Linked DNA regions of Mus musculus: region 2 is linked to region 1. A link is a contact called in public Hi-C data. All regions are on one chromosome and are shown on one strand. Each heading gives the region's core, a stretch centred on a gene start, on an enhancer-like site or on the middle of the called end of the contact. The rest is flanking DNA. Distances are from core to core; before and after follow the strand shown. Region 1 overlaps Nbea (neurobeachin). Region 2 overlaps Nbea (neurobeachin).

Evidence for each region. A called contact is a pair of places that touch in the nucleus more often than the background predicts.
Region 2: a contact with region 1 is called in a Hi-C map of bone marrow-derived macrophages, with 2.0 times the contacts expected there. The contact joins two enhancer-like sites. A contact is called at or near these places in 1 of 484 Hi-C or Micro-C datasets (bone marrow-derived macrophages) and 1 of 9 other capture datasets (bone marrow-derived macrophages).

The regions. Positions count from the first base shown.
Region 1 is chr3:55,649,812-55,654,373 of GRCm38.p6, reverse strand. All of the region lies in intron 49 of Nbea (neurobeachin), which reads left to right. Among named protein-coding and RNA genes, the nearest start is that of Gm46804, 55 kb to the left of the region's middle. Within about 2 kb of position 1,878, at least 63 of the 459 cell types and tissues checked have an H3K27ac peak or open chromatin away from gene starts, as enhancers often do. A contact at or near this core is called in bone marrow-derived macrophages, where this site is marked.
Region 2 is chr3:55,826,807-55,831,867 of GRCm38.p6, reverse strand. The region is part of intron 38 of Nbea (neurobeachin); the gene reads left to right. Among named protein-coding and RNA genes, the nearest start is that of Mab21l1, 47 kb to the right of the region's middle. Within about 2 kb of position 2,802, at least 36 of the 459 cell types and tissues checked have an H3K27ac peak or open chromatin away from gene starts, as enhancers often do. A contact at or near this core is called in bone marrow-derived macrophages, where this site is marked.

The DNA of each region.
Region 1 (4,562 bases), core at 629-3,128:
CCATTACATTCTAGGTTCATAAACATAAATACATAAGTCAATACCACAGTTTGGAGCACATGTGTGTATTCTGTCCATAGCAACTGCCCCATATCCAGGTACACATCCAACGGTAATAGTTGCTTACCACCATATAGTGATGCACATCCGATGATAATGCTGCCTACCACCATATCAACATGTTAATCCAGTGGTACCTGCCTCCCTCCATCACAAATGTGCAACTACTTCTAAAACCAGAAGCTAACAGGTCTCTAAGCTGTGCTGAGCTGATAATGGGACACTGCTGGACATTGAAATGAATACTGACTGAAAGAGGAATGGATATCACAGACACTGTGTTGATCCACATAGGGCACACAAGTAAAATGTTCTCCTTATCATTCAGTTTCTAGAAATATCAGAGAAGAAGATATTGATACTGATAAGCATGGAAATAGTGATTAGCTTTATAGGTGAGGTGTGATTTGAGACAGTTAGCTAAGGAGAGATAGAAAGTTGCTCATACAGGTGCTCACATTACTGTCACCAAAGGTCGAGATAAGAAAACATCAGGTTCCATTCCCAAGTCTTTGTCTAGATAAGGAGAAAAACTGTGTTTACTCTGTCTTTGTCTTGCTGGAGCCTTGAATGCGATTTGCATAAGTGTGCTGAAATCTCCAAGCTCTGGGCCAGCAAGAAGACTCAGCAGGTGAAGGAGATAGCCACGGAGCCTGATGAGCTAAGCTTGACTCCCCAGGTCCTACATGGTAGAAAGAACCATCTCAAGTCATCCTCTGATTTCATTGTGCACGTCATTGCAAGTGTGGCCTACTCATATCAGTGCATAACTGATATAGCAATAACTAATATAATTTCAAAATCTAGGGTTCCAATTTAGAGATCACAAACCTGATTAAGCAGTGTTGCGTTCTAAGACCAAGCCAACCAACCCATGTTTTCATATCAGCAATAAAACCATTGTCCACCAAGGATCCTGTGTAAATGTTATAGCTTTAAGAGTACAGGTTTCCCCAGTGCAAGTGTTACAGCACTGAGGGGAAAGGACTCCTGGCAGTCAGGAGCCAAAGAACACCACAAAGTCACATGGGACAACAAACTTCATACAAGAGATTTACTGGGGAAAACACAGAGGGTGGCTGCCTTTGCTTGGGCACAAAGCAACAAAGACCTGGGAGGGAGATTATACAGGGTTTCTTAGGGGCACAGTTTTCTAGGGTGGGGATTGGTGGGATTACAGATCCTGAGCTTGGGATGAGCCCAGGAATTGGTGCAATTTCAAGATCAGGGATTGTTGGGTTTTCAAGTCCTGAGCTTGAGTTTTGGAGCAGAGCATCTGGAGAAGGGGGTGAGTTGGGGCTTTTAGACTATTAGAGTGCAGGTGGAGCCTGGTGGTTGGAGGGTCTCAGGGTGGTTTGGGGCCTGGCCACTCAGATGCCTGAAGAGGCTCACACCCTGTGTCCTTTGAAGTTTGTAGAACAAGAAGGCTTGATAAGCTCCTTTGTTTTTTAAAAGAATCAAGTGCTGCACCTGTTCCCTGTGTGGACCGTGCTTCTCACAGGGACACTTGCTAGACTTCCTTGACTCTCAGGTGTACAGCTTCTAATAATGGGTAACTTCTTAGTGAAGGAAACTGAGTTGACAAACTCATTTCCTAACACCTTCTAATTCTGGATAGCTTCTTAGTAAAGGAAGTGGGGTTGACAGGCTCATTTCCAAAGGTTAGTTTTATGCCATCTCTCTGACTCATCTTCCTGAATATTAACACTGCCTAGACTGAAGACATTCATTCACAAATCCCAGCATCTAGAATAACCAGTCAGGGATGAAGGAAGTGAAACATGCAGTCTGGCCTTGTCTCCACCCACAGTCCTCCCTGCTGTGTGCACTCATGTGCATTTCTGATTTCCTGAGGACTTCCTGAGGGCAGTGTGGGTGTTGACTAAGCATTTATATGTTTGTCAGCCTAATTGCTGCAGTGGCACTGAACTCTTGTAAATAATGGGCCCCGTGTCTTCTCTACCCATGTCCGTGCACTTTCTCTTTTCTGGATCGGCTTCCAGCTTGGCCCAGATTACCCCACTGGTGCTCCACTGTTATAGTCAGTGTTACAGATGTTGGGACGACAGCCACAGTCCTGACCTGCAGAGTCAGTCTGAGCAAACAGACACATAGTCATGGATGCACTTCCATGACAGAGGGAGAAACTGTACTCTGAGAGTATGGGGAAAGCTGGTAATGATGTGCCAAGTCCCAGCACAAGGACAACATCAGTGGAGGACTTCCTCCTGCGTGGAGTGGATCTCTCAGGGAGTGCCCCAATCACAGATTCCTAAGCTGTGTGATGGCCTCCATCACAGTAGGCTGGTCTCCTAGTCCAGTACCCGTCTGTTCAGCAAGGAGACACCAATGACTCCCTTAAAAGGGCTTGGGGAAGAGGTGCAGAAGAAGAAGGAGGGGCAGCAGGCTCGCTGGCCATTGTCTGGCAGGGGCCAAAGCCGGAACGTAGAGGAGGCAGGCCTGCCTTTCTGACATCAGTAAGAGCTGAAATTTTTTAATTCAGAAGGGAAGGAATGTTTTGAAGGCACAGACACAGGTCCGTCCATTATAGATAAATTCTAGAACACAATCCTTTGCTGCACAAGACCATCTGACACAACTCACAAGGAAGAAAGCATCGTCCCCAAAGAGAAACATGGCGCTTGAACACTCTGCTCAGCCCAAAGGGATTACCAAAGAGCACTAGACAAGAAGTTTCTGGAAATTATGCCAGTATCCTGTCATTTTTTACTATAACTTTAATATTTCTGTTTGAGAAATAAGGTTAGAGTAAGTGGGGGATTCTTGCTGTCTCTTCATTCAGTGAGTGTTGGGTTCCCTAAGTTCAGGACAGTGACTGATGTTCAGGTGTGTGTGTGATGGTAGCCCCAGCCTCTCGCACCCATGCGGTCCTTTTTCCTGGGGGAATAGAAGTAAAGGCCCCAGCTAGAAAGACCTTAGCTGATAGTGGGCGTTTGCTGGCCAAGGCAGCTTTAAACAGCAAAAGCACTGCTTTTCCTCACAAATAATTCTCAAGAGTTATTGTAATAATGTGAAGCCAACTAGAAATGGTCTCTTCTCCGCTTTTATAACCATAAATCTTGCAATGGGGAGACACAGTGTGGTGGTACCTACATGAATACAATTTAGCTAAATAGTCACACTTTGCATTTGAATGGACATCATGAAAATAAATGTTACATTAAAACTGGACAGCACTTAAGGAGATTTAATAATTCATCTCATTGTCACTGCAAATAAATGAACCAAAGCCCCTTTTATGCACTTGTTAAAATATGGTGGATAATGATCCATTCATGTTTAATATTGCTAATAAATTTGAAAGTTCACATTTTTTTTACTGATAAACACTTTGTTGAAATGCGGTGTAGGAGGACGGATGGTTAAATTGAAGTACTTTGTAAATGAGAATTGTAGATGGAGATGCAACTAGCCGCAGCACTGTGTCAAGGGCCATCTACAGCATACCTGCGCTCCTTCCATGCTCAGCAGTGGGCTTCCTATTTCACTTTTATGTGCACCAAATTGCACATGATTGTAGGGGAAACTAGCATGGTAATAGAGTAATGATGGTAGTAAATATTGTGCTTCTCCTTGTTGACTTAAATTACACATTTACAATATCTCAGGAAAAAATCTTATTAGTCTAATTTAATATGTTGAAATATTTTACCTATAAAATTTATGAATTGAAGAAATACTTAGGTCTCTAAACACACAGATGCACATATACAGGCATACGGGCATGCACATGCATGCAGTGTTATATTGTATAATCCAGACAGTTTGAGATAGAAATTAGTTCTATTCAATGGGAGCCATACCATCTTAGCATTCATGTCTGCACAGGCTTTTCTAAAAATATGTATATGTCTCAGGATACTCAAAGAATTCTTTCATTTTTAGTGAATCTTTGTGAAAGTTTACATGAAGGAAGCTGAGAGAAATTCATTCATAGCTTAAAGTAATATCCCAGAATACCTCTTAAAGCACATAGCAAGCTGAACTGTGTTTTTGTATTGAAAGTGTTGCTCTCTTTTATTGCAACAACAAAGCCTTGGTGTTCAGACCTCGGGTTGCCCTCGGGTGTTGACTGAAATGCATAATTTTCATTTTTATGTCAGTGGTAGTCATTGTGTCTAATTCTCTTTCCCATGAAGATTCCAGAAGCTTATTTCATTAGAGACCCCCATACGTTCCTTCTTACAAAGGACTTTATTAAGGTACCTGTATGGTATTTAGTGCTAAGGTGTTCTTTGGTCTTTAACTGCATGCATGGATGCACAGATTATCATTTCTGTGTTTAACCCCAGCTTCTGACGATGACAGCGGTGCTGTGCTTAACTGAAGCATGGTTAGAAGAAGTGAAGCTTGTCCATAAATACTAACAAACACTTGCAGAGTTCTGGGCCCTGAGAAAAGAGCACTCCTGGAATTTTCTGGACTCTTTTTATGGCTAACTTGAGCTCCACTTGCATTGTCAAAAGTGTGCTGACCTCTCT
Region 2 (5,061 bases), core at 1,553-4,052, 180 kb before region 1:
GATCTCTGTGAGTTCAAGTCCAGCCTGGTCTACACAGAGGGTTCCAGGAAAGCCAAAACTACACAGAGAAACCCTGTCTGGACCCCCTCTTCCCCCCCCCAAAAAGACTTCCGTGATCCTCAGATATCTTCACTGCAAAGTCTGAGATTCTTTCAGTGTTCTGCTCTTATCTTTAACAACTGGAGGTGTTTTTAGTATTAAAGGAGGAACAGACAGAGTGAAAACATGTGAAAATAGTAACTCAGTTTCTTAGTTAATTTTCTAGCATATGAAAATAGTAACTCGGTTTCTTAGTTAACTAGATTAAACTGTTATTTTGTAGCAATTATGAACCATCATGACAGGTAAACCTGAATTTCATTTTATCATTTTATTTCTGTGCCAGTATTTAAAAATATATTGAGTATTTTATGATTGTTGATAGATGTGGCTGAACTAAGCTTACAGCAGATCAATGTTTTAAAAATTGAAACAGTATAGGTTTGTATTGATTAATGTGGCTAAATCAAAATGGGAGGTTTTGTAACAGCTTTCTTAGACGGGCTGCTCCCCAGTAATGGCAGCCTATCCATTTTAGCTTTCCACTGATAAATCAGCTTGAAAATTGGATGTCAAAATTTTTTTCACCGAAGTAGTGATTTTTTTCTTGCCCTTTAACCTTTTCTGATATATTAGATTAGTTTATAAGACTAAACTCTATCTCAGAGAAAGCAGTTGTCAAATTGACAATTTGATGGATTTTTAGATGATTTTAACATCTGTTTTCATCCACATGTGTGTATGTGTGTATATATGTATATACATTAACACCTGTATATAACTATATATTTTCTAATGCCCTGGCTAAAGATAGATTTTTATATTGAAAAATTAAAATGTATATTTCCAAATATTCAGCATGCTGTTTGTAGATCTTAGTCACTAGAGAAGATAATAGTCCTGACTGAACAGTTGCTCCCTGCTTCTGCACTGCTCTCCATTGTGTTCTGTGTGGACAGGTTTTCACATGAATTGTCATTTCTTAAAAACAAACAAACAAACAATAGTCCTTAGTTGGTCTATGACCATTTTCATACCTTACTATACACTCAAGAGAAACCTGGCATGCTTTATTACCATACAAACAATAAGCATAAGCCAATGGCACTCTCTTATGTATCAGGAACAAGTAGTTAAGATTTAAAATAACACTGAAAAATATGACTAACATCACGAAAAAAGAAGCTTAATTTGTATTTAATGGGTAGATTTAGGGGATGGCTGACATAGTAGAATCTGTGTTAGCCTGGAAAAGGTATTGATTGGGAAGTTTCTGTTGTATAATTACTTTTTTTGCCAGGAAAAAAAATTCATGGTGTATTGATCTAGATGGGGGCCTCTGTGCAGCAGCTTCCCTTGGCTAGCAGTGAGTGTCATCTTTCAGCCATGATAAATGGTAACACACTGGCCCCACATAATTACCTTGTGCTGAAATGAACCTCCTATCCCCTTCCCAGCACAGCGATATAACAGCCGGCTTCATCTGAAAGCCGTAATTTACTGGACTAATCATCCTCTTAATACGGGACAATCCGTCTCTCCTAGAGTATGACCTGTGTTGGCTAACTGAAACAGAAACATCTTTTAAAGTAATGAGTGAGTTAAAAGACTGCACAGTGTGCTGCAGTTTTACCACTTCTCAGTTGTTTCTTATCTATGCTGTTCCTGCCTATTCACTCCTGGTCACTGGGGATTCTGTACAGGAGATGTAGACATGGTCAAATGCTTGGTTTGCAGTGGGCGGTGATTTATGAAAATTAGCCTATTAAGTTTACAAAATGACTAAATTTTGTAAATATTAAATATTTATTTAGGTGACACTTGTTTTGAGGAAACTGCCACTTAAAATTCTTGCATATAAAATTTTAAGTCTTAAGCAGCATTTCTGTTTTATAAATTCTTTCTCTTTGACACTTACTTCCATCAAGCAGTGAATAAGCCCCTGGGAATGTAAAGATCACACTGTCCCTAGCCGTTCGAAAGACTAAGATGGTTTCTATTGCTCGTCACTCTTATGACAAAGATGCTGAGTGTGTTACCAAAGACCTGTCCTTCATGCCCCTGCCTTAATACTGTCCCCCCACCCCGTAATGACTTTGATTTAAATAATGCTATTTAAAGGGTGTCAGGCAGTCATTTTAGATCATTGTAAGACCCTGGTGAAGCATTGGATCAAGGTCATTTTCAGAGATTGTACTTAGTTAAATAAATGTACAAGTTTTCACGAAGGGTCCAGCTTTTCAGTGTGCTGTTACAAGCTCCCTCGGAGCCTCTGGGAATACCACATAAAGCATAGCTGCCTCTGCCTTGAAGGCACTGTATTTTATATTTTCCTTCTCTTTGATAATTTTCTCCTCATAATTCTGTTTATTCTCACAACTGAGCACAAAAGTTTTGATTATAAATCAGATCCATCACTTTTGACAGTTGGTGGAAACCCTATATAGAGATAGGAACATTTAGGATCATTTAGGGTCATTTTTTGCTACATTTTATTAAAAATCACTACTTAAAAAAAAAAAAAAGACCGAACAGTTGGAGGATGGACCAGGAGGGGAATAAAATATTGAGTGTAAATAAATAAATAAACAAAACAAATAACAACAACAATGACTGAAAAGTTCCCCCGTGGCTGTAGCCCAGGTTGATAGTTTCGTCCTACCATCATCACAGCTGGCTTCTTGCTGTTCACGGCTAACAAGTGAGATGCATGCAGATGAAAGACACCCTGATCGTGTGTAGTCATTTCCTGTCACGTTACCAGCCTTAAATTACTTCCATGGCCTAGCACTGCTTATCAAGAAAGCCCAGACCCAACTTCTGCATTGAACTGTGCTGTGCTCCAGGAAAATGATACTTCCTTAAAGCCGCCTCGAGAGGGTAGCTCATCACCACACTGTCATTTTCTAAAGTGACTATTATGTTTGCTCCCTGAGGAAATACTGTCTCTGATCAAGTCATTTATCACTTAAATTCTAGAATGCGTGTGCTAAAGTAAACATGTCTCTTTATTTTAATTGTTAACATATTTTTAAATGAAACAAAAAGTTAGGCTAAAATGCCTCAGGTCAAAGTCTCATTGAGCTGGGGTTTTCTTAAATATTTATTTGAGCAAAATGGGAAGGGAAGCTGCACTGAAAGCTTCAGAGGTCAGGGAGCTATAGTGAGTTTGATAGAAAGCAGCTTTTCTCCTTCCGTTTCTAAATGGTCCCTGCTTTGATTATAAGCATTTATTATAATTATCAAGAGATTAGGCCGTTGTTATAGAATCCTAGTAATGGGACCATTTAGAAGGAATATAATGGCAGTTTATTGGATTCTGCAAAGGAAAAGAGTGCACAGATAGAGTGGTCTGTTTTGTGCATGGCTCCACTCCTGGCTGAGGATACTGATTTTATTATTTCATCTCTGTCCTTTCGCTGTGGTAGGTTTTGGTGGCTTGGGGGTGGGGGGTGATCATGTTCTCTAATATGTGACCTGACCTTTGGCCTTTGTATGCTTTTTATCTTGTGTAAACCACACATATGTGTATGTGTTGACTTTTCACTGTTAATATCTTTGCTATAAAAATCAGTACAGTTGATGCCCAGTTAGTTCTGCATAAATGAAAAATGTGGACCTAACATTTTTTTAATATTCCAATTCATTTAGAGACACCCACATGGAAGATATAAGATGGGGGTTGCTGAATTCAGTGGATTAGAGTTCCCTAAATCTGTAACTAGCAGAATTTCAGTATGTGCAGAAGTACAAGAGAACAGTTAGAGAATTGATATCTGTAGAGAGAAGGGACCATGCTGTCTGTCAGAAATGCCTGTGCTAGGAAGAGGCTCGAGTTCAGAAAAGGCCGTTCTCATGCAGTGAGATACTAGGGAAGCTATGCTAGTGATCTTGGATGTCCTGAAAATAAATGATCACTGGCCATCATCCTTGCCTAGCATCCTGTGAAAAATAAGCCTTCTGAAGGTTTTTGGTTCATTATTTTATTTTGTTTTGTTTTTGTTGTTTTGTATTGTTTGTTTGTTTGAAAATTACCTTGTTTTTATCAAAGTCATAAAGAAAATTACTTTTATTTAAATGTTTATATTTTCTGCTGGGATTTTGTGGGGATAGCCTTCCCCCTCTGCCTTCCTCCCTCTCTCTCCCTCCCTTACCCCTCCCCCATCAGCAGTGTCACACTCTGTAGTACAGGCTTTGAACTTTAAATCTCCTGCCTGAACCTCCTGAATAGCTGGACTCACAGGCCTGCCCTGCTACTCCTAGCCTAAATAATATTTTTTGAAGCATTTCAAATCTGCATTATCTCTACTTTTTCTGAATCATATTATCAACATACATAGTGTTATTTGGTTGCTGTTATCGCTAAACAAGTGTGTAAAGTTAGCAGGGGTAGTGGTTCCTTAAACTTTGCTGAAAGTTCTTAAACCACTAAGCATGTACCAGAGGCTTCGGCTGCCATTCCAGCTTTCTAGAGCAAAAGACTTGTCTTTGTTGCTCACTTCCTTCTTGTACACTGAAAAGACTGGAGATGTAGTTACAGACCCAGCTTCACACACACAGAGCAGGGAAGGAGCGATTCAGAATGGCAGCTCAAAGGCAGAGACAGCACTCCATAAGCCCCTTCAGAGGTGTGAGTCACCTGCCTTCTCACACTGTGATAAGCCTTGTCTTTAAAATAGTGTGTCAGGTTTGTATGCTGTACTCCATACATAATGTATATATACTATATAATGTATATCTATACACTGTTGCACTATATCATACAGAGTATATTTAATATAGGTACTTTATGAAGTGTATATAAATAAAAAATGACAAAACTCCAGGCTGAGGTAGTGCATGCCTTTAATCCCAGCACTTGTGAGGCAGAAGCTGGCAAATCTAGGTGAGTTCAAGGCCAGCCTGGTCTACAGAATGAGTTCTAGAACAGAGAAACCCTGTCTCAAACAAACAAAAAACAAGCAAACAAATACTATGCAGAACATATCAATCCCACCAGGGTGGTTCAGGACTAATCCTAAC